3 separate regions of the Sus scrofa genome follow, and all the other regions are linked to region 1. A link is a contact called in public HiChIP or PLAC-seq data. All regions are on one chromosome and are shown on one strand. The core of a region is the stretch at or near the end of the contact, and the rest is flanking DNA. Distances in the headings are between cores, read along the strand shown.

Region 1 (3,194 bases), core at 163-2,662:
GACACTTGATTTAAAGTTAAAAAAAAATGGCTTCTTTAACACTGACTTCCTAATAAAATAAATGTAACTTATTTTTTTTTTCTTAAGCAGATTAGTCATTGATAGTATGATTCACATTTCCTGTTATCAGGCTTAATTTTTCCCCCAAATGTGTCACTTTCAAAATGTTGGAATCTATGGAAATTAGGTGATTTGCATTTTTAAATTGGCTTGATTAGAACATTTGGTCTGTGTGGACAAGAATATAAAATTATTAGATATTTCACTCCTAACCGGCAGGCCTTGAAGGAGTTAATCCCAAAGAGGAAGAGTCTATATGTACTTTGCTCTAAAACTTTACCACCCACTTCCTAAAGATCCCCTCCTTCCCATCACGACACTTGAGGGGGGTGGTGGGGGGAGAAAGTCTGTTTCCACGACCGACCCTCTTTCAGGCAGATCTGACAGTTGAGTTAGCTACATTCAGAGCCGGTTCGGATGGGAGTACCCCGTAGCAATTCCTCAGTCGGCTTCGCGTCCTACCCAAACCCCACTCACTACTTAATTAACCAGCAAAGTACTGCAACAGAGGCTAAGGCTCCTCAACCTGCCTAAGTGTCCTTCCGCCGGTCTGGCCGTCTTGGTACGGGGCTCTATTCGTCTCCCTCCACCCTTAACTGTGTATGAACTCCTTGAATTTGAACAGCTAAGCTGAAAATAGCCTAGACAGATATAGAAACAAACTATCAGAAGCAAAGAAACATCCACCCGGGTTACGCTGAGACGGAAGGCTCCTTGTATATTTCACACGCTCTGAAAAGTGACATAAATCACACCCCAGATACGTCCCCCGAATGGAGTGATGGCGAGGGCTTTACCAAAGTGGCTGCCTGAAGGCCAGACCGGCAGAAAAAGAATCGCGAACGAGAAAAAGAGAACGAGCGAGAGCGCGAGAGCAAAACACAAGCAGGACTTCCTCCAACTCTCAACTACACCCCACCCATGAACATTTAAAAAAAGGGAGAGCGAGAGAGAAAGGGGGGTAAAATCTCTCTCTTCCAGGACCCACAGGCCTGGAGCTGCTTCTTCCCACCCCTCCACCCCCTCCCCCGCCTCCACTTCCAGAGCACAACTCCCACCCAAGTTGGTAAACAGCGATTGTTATTATTATTTTTTCCGAAAGACTCAACTTAGAAACCCTCGGGCGCTCCTGCCTTCCCCAGCGAGGCCCCAGGAAGCTGGCACCGCGGAGCCCGGGGAAGGAGAGCAGAACGGCAAAGATCAATCATGGGGACCAACCTGACACTCTCCATGTAGCCGCCAGGCGCGGGGAGCCGGCTCGGGGCGCCCGCGCGGGCCGGGCGTGGGGTCCGGCGGCCTCGGCGTGCAGGCGGACTGCACGCGCGCAGGGGCGCTCCGGCTCGCGGGCTGACAAGACGCACCGCGCCGCGCCCACCCGCCCCGCCCTGCTCCACCAATCACAACCCGCCTCTAAACACCCCGCGCCGCGCCGCGCCGCGCCCCACACAATGGGCTCCGCGGCCCGCGCCCCGCGCCCGCGCCCCCGGCCCCCTCCGCGCGGCAGGTGAAATCGCGCTCGGCGGAGACCCTGCTTTTGTTTCGGGAGCAACTCTGCTTAATTGCTGTTAACCCTTTGACCCGCCTCTGGCTGACGTCTGGGAAGCCGGGCGCGGCGCGCATCTCTCCCTCCAGCCGGGGCTGCCGGGTCGGGGCTTTTTGGTGGGGTGGCGTGTTTGTTTCCTCTTGGAAACTGACAAAGAGTTGTCCCAGCCTTTCAGAACAACCCGAGCGGCAAAGCAGGGGAACCGGCGCGCCCGGCGCACGCCCTGACTGCTTGGAGCAACTGTTTAGAATCGGAAGGGGATGCGGGGCTCAAAGACAGCACAGGAGAACTTCCTCGAAAACGGCCTTTGCGGGAGAACTTTCGCTTCACGTCCCTGGTTTAACCAAGCCTCAGCCTCTTTGATTCCCCCCGCCCCCTTTCTTTCCAAGAGTCGGCTTCGCCAGAGTGTGCTTGTGCGCGCGGAGGGAAACTAACCCGACACAGGGGTTGAAATAAATAACCACCAACGTGCCTCGTCGCTGAACCAAGCTACTTCCCCTCTAGAACGACAGCTGCTGAAGAAAGCATCTGCCACTCGTTCGCTAAGAAATAATTCTCTAAATTCCTTTCTTATTTATACAACAACAGCAACAACACAGGCTACTCTCACTGAGCACTTTAAGATGACCTCTATCAGAAATAGTTACTGCTCTTTAATGCTATTTAAAACAGAGTACAGTGTGGAAAAAAAAAGTCACCAATATGCTAAACTTTGTTGGCTCAACTGGCATGATTTAAGTGCCAGGTTAATTTCATCATTTTCGGCAGTTCTAGAAATCACCTCTCTAATCTACCATCAATTTACAGAAAAACTTTTTTGGCCCATCCTTAAAAACAACAACAAAACTCTAACATTTTTACATTTTTCCTCAAAATATATGAGGAAAAGGAGTAGTGGTGACATCAGTGATTACCTAGTTTCCCTCAATTAAAAAAAAAAAAAAAAGCAACAGATTCTAACCCGGTCATTTCAGGAGTTTTACTGGAAAGTATTTTTCCATTTGAGCTGTTAATGCAGGTTACTACAAACCAGAAAGCATATTGATAATATTTCCAATCAAGCAAAGGCCTGAATTTCAATCAGGTCAGCAGCGGAACAGGCAATTTCCACCCCCCACCCCCCCCAGTAATCTGGCAGCAAAGGAGACAAAAGCGCCAGTTGACTGTCAACTTATGATCAGATGGTAAATGGGCACAGCACAGATCGCGCTCCACCCTAAAGTGTTTTTATGTCAGATAACAAATTTATTAATGGGATTTTTCAGGTCACAAAAATGTGACCCCACCCTCTCATGAATATTTAGTAGAGAACCACTGGGCGTTCTTTTTTGGGGGGAGGGAGAGGGGCCTTAAATCTGCCAGTGCACCATGAATCAGTAGAGTTCTGACTCTTAAAGAGACAAGGGCCTCCTTCGGGTAGGGGCTGGCAGGGCCCCAAAGACAGGAAATAAAAATATAGGAAGTTCTCTCCAACCAAGGCACAGTGAGAAAGTAGAAATGTTCATTTCAAAATCCACATGCGATTTTTTTTCAAAGGTATTAAAATTCGTTAGAGATTTAATGTCTGTGAACGACATCAGGGTGCCCTGTG
Region 2 (2,967 bases), core at 186-2,685, 520 kb after region 1:
TCTCTTCGGGGCAGGAATGTAGCGAGGGGAGCTTGGGAGAAAGGCGGCGCGCAGCCGAAGGACGGAGAGCCATGAGCCATCAGCCTCCAGGACAGGGCCGAAGGGACACAGCGACTCGCGCGCGTCTCAGGATAAATTGAGGCTTGAGAAATCCCCCCGTTCCCCAGGCTTGAGAGGGGAGTAGACCCAGAAAGTGCGTGCGGCGGAGTGCATCCAGGCTCGGCGACTCCCCTCAGCGCACCCTACTCCCAGCTCCCACCCGCGAAGTTGGCCACCGTGGTCTCCGACCCCTCGCGGGGAGGCTGGGTTGGCCCGGCCAAGCGCGCGTGGGGGTACGTGTCTAACTGGGGGTGCGCGGGTTTGTGTCTGAGTTTTCCCAGCTCCCAGCGGGCGTCGGAGGAGTGCCCCCGCCGCCAAGTTCGGGGCACCGCGTGCGTGGTACCACGGATGTCCCCAGCCGCGGGGCCTAGGGCGCAGATGTCCCTAGTCATTCTGCGGCGAAGCCCCGGGGGCACCAAGGGGGGCAAACACTAGCGAAGAGCGAAGGGAAAAAGTTTGCTCCAAGTCCAAACTTTGGGCTCCAAAGGCGCTCGGCGCGCCTCCCCTCCCGCAACTGACCCGACCCCGGGCCCAGCGCTCGCCATGCTCCTCGGAAGGCACCCCGACGCTAGACACCGAAAGTTGCGCCGGGCGGCCTGGGCTTATCGATTTCTCTCCCCGCGGCGACTGTGGAAAGCGCAGAACGAGGCGTGAAGGGGCCGAAGGGAAAGCGAGATCGCCTCCTCCCTGCCGCTGCCGCCGCCACCGTCCCCCCTCCCCCGCAACCCCTTTTGACTTATGGAAATGCACCCAAGAGTACGGGCGCCACCGGAGTCCTCTCCACGCCCGCGCCGGCGCGCAGCCCCCACCCACCCCTGAGCTCCGGCCCAACGCGGGGGAGAGAGAGGCTGCCTCTGGGGAGGGCTAGGGGAGATGCACGTGGAGCCTGGAGATGAAAAGTATTTTTTTCCTTTTTTCTTTTTCTTTTTTTTTCTTTTCTTTTTTCTTTTTCTTTCTTTTTTTCTTTTTTTTTTTTTTTTGTGCTGGTTTTTGTTGTTGTTTAAAGTAGTCGGAAACAAGGCGGGAGGCGGCTTGGGAAAAAGTGGAGCAGAAATGGAAAAATACAAACTCACCCGCTGCAAATGGTCTCTCGGTGCAAACTAAGGTGTTTTCGGGCCTTTCCCCGCGCGCGCCCACTCCCGCCCGCGCGCGCACCCCGCACACACACTCGCGCACACGCACACACACACACATACACACGCGCGCACACACGCACTCCCGGGCGAGGGCCGGGCCGCCGCGAGTACAGCATTCAGCCGCCACACAATAAATAACAATAGATTCCTCCGCTCCGGACTAGCTTCCCGGAGCCCAGCCAGCGGCGGCGGCGGCGGCAGAGGCGCGGGCAGCGTCGGGCCGGGGGCGCTCCCTAACCCACCCCGGGCCTCCGGCCCAGGCCCCCTCTCCGTCTCAGGCACCCCCAAACCGCCCCAGGGCGCTGCCTAACATTCCCCACTTCTCGGATCCACTGGGGCGCTAGCCCCCACCCACCTCCCCTGGCCTCCCGGAACAAATAAATAAATAAGGCGCGCGAGAGGCCAACACGTCGCGGAGGGAGATGTTGTTATTTTTTGCTGTTGTGCGTCCCTGACGTCACATCCACCTGCTGGGTAAACAACAAGGCTAGCAAAAAAAAAAAAAAAAAAAATCGCAGTTGCCAAAGCAAGGGGGGAGGGTGTGCGGGGGCTGGGGGCTAGGTGCAGGGGAGCCGGGAGGTGGGAGTGCGGGGTGTCCAGACTGGATGGGGAAAAGAAGGAGGCAGAGCCCCGCAGACCAGAGAGGGGAAGGCCACGCCAGAGCAGTCCTTGGCAAAAGAGGGATCTGGCAAGACAGACCTGGAAAATAAGGGGCATGGGGGAGGGGGGATTCCTCAGAAGATGGGGAAAGGGGGGCCCATTCAGGCATGAGAAAAAGCCGAGAGAGAGAGTGTTAACAACTAGGGCCGAAGATGGGAATGCTAAGGCTATTTGCTTGGTTTCTGAGCTAAAAATACAGAAGGAAGAAGAGAGGATAGGCAGGGATAAGAGGTTCCTCCAGTTAAAAGTGAAAGTGTTTTGCCATCAGTGACAGTTGAAGGAGGGGGAGGCGGAGTGGTGTTTCAACCCCCTTTCTCCTTCTCTCCCGTCCTCCCTCGGTCTCTCCTCTTTCTTTCTGCACTTTGTCCAATGAAAGAAGGCGAGTTCGGGAGGTGAAAGTTCAACAGAAGGACAAACCCCTGTTTGCAAGGAAACAGAAACCCGCCAGCGAGGGTCCACCTCCCCCCCACCACCAGGAGAGTGTAACGCGGGACGTTTTTCCCCCCTTCCTTGTCAGAGTCACTGCCGGAATGTGTAGTTAGATCCACTTTAGGCGAAAGTGGCTGCGAAGGGAGCTGTGCTCTCGGCCAAGGTTTCTCTTAGGAAAACGCCCAGGGGGCTAGCAAGTCAATCAGTTGTTTAACACAAATTACCTGCTCTCCCAGAGATCACTCAAATGGAAAAAGCTTTGTCCAATTTGAAAAAGCGAGATTTTTTTTTTCTTTTTGCCGCTTTAAAGTTTGGTGAAATTTAGAAATTTGAAGGAGTAAATGAGGAGCCTGAATGAAATGTTGTGAAATATGCATAAACATGTATAAAACAAAAGACGCAATTATTTTTTTCACTTTTATCAGCCCAGGGAAGACTTTTTGTTCCCCAAGTGTGACTTAAAAAAAAATATGGCTCTACGGCTTCTTTTTGCTGTTAACAAAAGTAATTTTTTTCAGACCCCCCCCACCCCCACCCCAGATGCCACCAGCCTTCAAAGGAGCATTTCTAGCTATTGGCAGGGCAACTCTTTTTGAGAATGTATATCCAAAGTCACTCCTGCATATTCCTACAAAGTACTTGG
Region 3 (3,189 bases), core at 92-2,591, 590 kb after region 1:
CCTCTCTAGTGGACACTTACATGTAAGATGCCTACCGGACATTCCCCTGAAGATATTGGCAGGTCAGACTCGCTGATTCTGGGGTGAAAGGGAGAAATGAGAGGTAGCGACATTAACAGGGGAGTCCTCAGTATATGGTACAGCCAGCACACAACTCCCATTTTTTGAACTGAATGTTTCACTTTATTTCTCTCACACTTGTGCAGCCTGGAACATGACTATGGTGTCAGAATTAGTGACATCAAGTAATCATTGTTTACTTGAATAACTGAACTCATTGCCCTCCAGGTTGGGGGCACTGTGTTTCTTTGACTAAGACATTTCAAAAGGATAATAAGCCTTTAATATCAACACCTCTATTTCTTGGGGGAAAATAGCGATGGAACAAATTTCAAAATACACTGGCATCACACCTGCAGTTTTCAGAACCAGTGTTTGATTTGTGATCTCTTTGGCTGATGATGGTGCCAGAATCCGGTACCACTTGACACCATGCTATGTTGCATAAACAGAACGGCAGTGACATGATCAGATGTGGTGTGGCAGAGCAAGGATCAATGAGCTTGAAAAGCCAAAGAGGTTCTGTCTAAAACCAGGCACTTGAAGTATTTTGAAATTGCCAACTTCCACTTACATTACCCTGGTTCTGTTTGAAGAAAAATGTGGTTGTGTGTGTAGCGCTGAGAACTATGTCTAGATACTTACTTCGCAGCACCACAATGGGAGAAAAAATTATGTATACATGTATGTGTAGCTGGGTCTCTATGATTTACAGGGGAAAAAAAAACAATAAAAAAAAGAAAAGAAAAATGTGGTTGTGCAAAGAGGTAAAATGACGGCTAACAAGATGGGATGCAGACAGTGATTTATCTTCAGCTGACAAATGTTTTCTACATAGAATCATCTTCAAGTGCCAGATCTTGATCTCTCAGTTATATGCTTCGGATCCTAAGTGTGCAGCAACCTTTGGACATGGCAATGTGGTGTGCAATTCATAACTGGGGTGTGGGTGATACTGGAATTTGTCCTTGTGTGGTAACATTGGAATCATCTTTGCCGGTTTTGTAGCCCTAAGTGTAGAAATGTGGGGGTATAAACTTGGTGTGGGAAGATTTTAAAAGCCTCATTTGTTTATTTCATTCTCTAGACACTTATTTCATCATCTGTATGATTAACTATAGGTTAGCCATCCACGAGTGCCATGGCTACAGCCCTCCATTTGAACTGCAATGGCGTCTTTAGCCTAAACTCAAACTCAAAATAGAGCAGTGGAAGACGGGCAAGAGTTCACTCACACATACACCCTGGTGTCAGTGTTTCATTGGGAAGTGAAAACGCATGGTGTTTTTGCTCAGTCATCGTGCCTTCTCAATGCACAGTGGTGGTGATGGCGGTTACGAAATTATCTGAACATGCCATTAGTCATATTTCAAGAAACCAAACCGTTTCTGGAGGACACGTGAGGATTTCTAGTCACTTGAGTTGGAATCTGAACTTTGAAAACTAGGATACATTTGCCCACTTTGAAAAGAGAGAACCTATTCCATTTAAAAGCCTGGTTATACAACTCTCATTGTACAGGGAACGACAAATTCACTTCCTCCCCCAAATTTCATCATTGGGTTTGGACCTTCCTCATGAATTCAGAGGAGACAGGAAGCAGTATTTCTCCACATTTCATCTTGAGAGTGGAACAATATACTCAGGATGGAGTCCACAAAACACTTCTTAACCTGGTACTATGTTGTATCACTACCCTCCACCAGATATCAACTTCCTTGGGGTACCTGAGTCTTCATCTGTCCTCAGGGATGATAGGAAAAAAAAAAAAAAAAAAAGCATTTTCATTGCTATTGTATCATGAAGAGACTTAAGGAACAAAATTAATGCTTTAATTTCTGTGTCGGAGGGTTCACAAGATAAAAGGAACTTGCATGTTTAGTGAAGGCCAATGAAAAACCTAGCACATCTCTGATAATGTACCAACAGCATTTTCTAATGAATTCCATCACAAAACTGAGAGCTTGAAATCTTTTCCAATAGACAGAACAAGTTCACTTGCCTTGGGGTTTTTGACTGAACCGTATCTATCATGTAAAACCCTATTTCAGTAATGTGTCCCATTTTAAACTATTTTTAAGTTACCATGGCCCTATTAGGTGCTGCTGATGACCACTATTAGCAGAAAATTTAACCTTGACTTTTCCTGCTATCATGGCTTGGTGTACAACATAATCTTTTACTAATTTGTTGACTCTCGGCCGTATGGGTTATTTTTATTTGGCCAAGTTTCACAGCTATTTAGCACTTGCTCAGGAAATAATTAGTGCAATAAAAAGGGCTTTAAATATATTCAGAGGCCATGAACTCGTCTTCTTCCATTTTATCATTGGGAGTATATATAAGACATAACATGCTGAAGGAAGGTCAAATGGAGATGGTAAAAAACTCACATTGTGTGGCACTATTCATGAATTGGTCAAACTATAGTGAGTGCACCTTAACCTCTGGGCAGCCAAACGAGTCTTCAATTTAGATAAGGGAGAGCATATTTCCTTCCAGAGGAGGAAGATCATTTCCAAAAGCAGTCCAGTTTATCAAATTTATATTGTGTACAAATGGGACTCATGGTCAAGACTGAAAATTAGGTAGGTGAGGCTTAATGATAGTCTCAACAGCTTGGTAATGACAAGCCACTTTATTTGGAGGAGCCATCAGACAATCAGGTGAATGACCTGGTGGTTGTTAGGTTTTAGGAACTATGATCTTCAATTTCACAGGATAGGCTGGAAGGGTAAGAACCTGACAATGGGGACAGTAGTAACAAGAGTAAGGAAGGCACTGACAGAGGGGTGAAAAAAGGGCCTCGAGAACGATGGATGCTACTGGCCGCAGGACTATAGGGATGGGAATTTGTTGGGTCACAGATAGCTGGTTTTAATTCACTATCAGGAAAATGGAGATGAGGAAGAGGATCTGGGGTCATTAGGGAGGATGTGTGAGGTTTTATTTTGAAGAGGCTGTGTTTAAGTAGCACTGAAAATCCAACTGGAAGCTGAGGTCTTGTCTCTGAAGAAAGAAGCTACACCTAAAAATCCAGACTGTGGAATGGCTAGGATGGAGGTAAATGTGCAGGTTCTGGGAGAGAACAAAGTGGCTGGAGTTGAGGGAGGAAGAGAGCTGAAGCCA

What was found. HiChIP or PLAC-seq counts read pairs in DNA pulled down with a chosen protein or histone mark.
Region 2: a contact with region 1 is called in an H3K27ac HiChIP or PLAC-seq map of alveolar macrophages. The contact joins the promoter of FOXP1 here to the enhancer-like site in region 1. A contact is called at or near these places in 3 of 5 promoter capture datasets (fetal liver, fetal skeletal muscle and liver), 12 of 47 Hi-C or Micro-C datasets (embryonic fibroblasts, fetal liver, fetal skeletal muscle and 7 more) and 2 of 2 datasets of contacts at active chromatin or transcription factors (alveolar macrophages and skeletal muscle).
Region 3: an H3K27ac HiChIP or PLAC-seq map of alveolar macrophages shows a contact between it and region 1. The contact joins two enhancer-like sites. A contact is called at or near these places in 1 of 47 Hi-C or Micro-C datasets (embryonic fibroblasts) and 1 of 2 datasets of contacts at active chromatin or transcription factors (alveolar macrophages).

Annotation. Positions count from the first base shown.
Region 1 is chr13:52,455,784-52,458,977 of Sscrofa11.1, forward strand. All of the region lies in intron 7 of FOXP1 (forkhead box protein P1), which reads right to left. Among named protein-coding and RNA genes, the nearest start is that of FOXP1, 520 kb to the right of the region's middle. Within about 2 kb of position 1,413, at least 67 of the 83 cell types and tissues checked have an H3K27ac peak or open chromatin away from gene starts, as enhancers often do. A contact at or near this core is called in alveolar macrophages, fetal liver, fetal skeletal muscle and 5 more, where this site is marked.
Region 2 is chr13:52,972,922-52,975,888 of Sscrofa11.1, forward strand. FOXP1 (forkhead box protein P1) reads right to left here and starts at 1,436. Exons shown (of 21, transcript XM_021070841.1): 1 at 1,173-1,436.
Region 3 is chr13:53,049,025-53,052,213 of Sscrofa11.1, forward strand. No RefSeq gene overlaps it. Among named protein-coding and RNA genes, the nearest start is that of FOXP1, 76 kb to the left of the region's middle. Within about 2 kb of position 1,342, at least 6 of the 83 cell types and tissues checked have an H3K27ac peak or open chromatin away from gene starts, as enhancers often do. A contact at or near this core is called in alveolar macrophages, where this site is marked.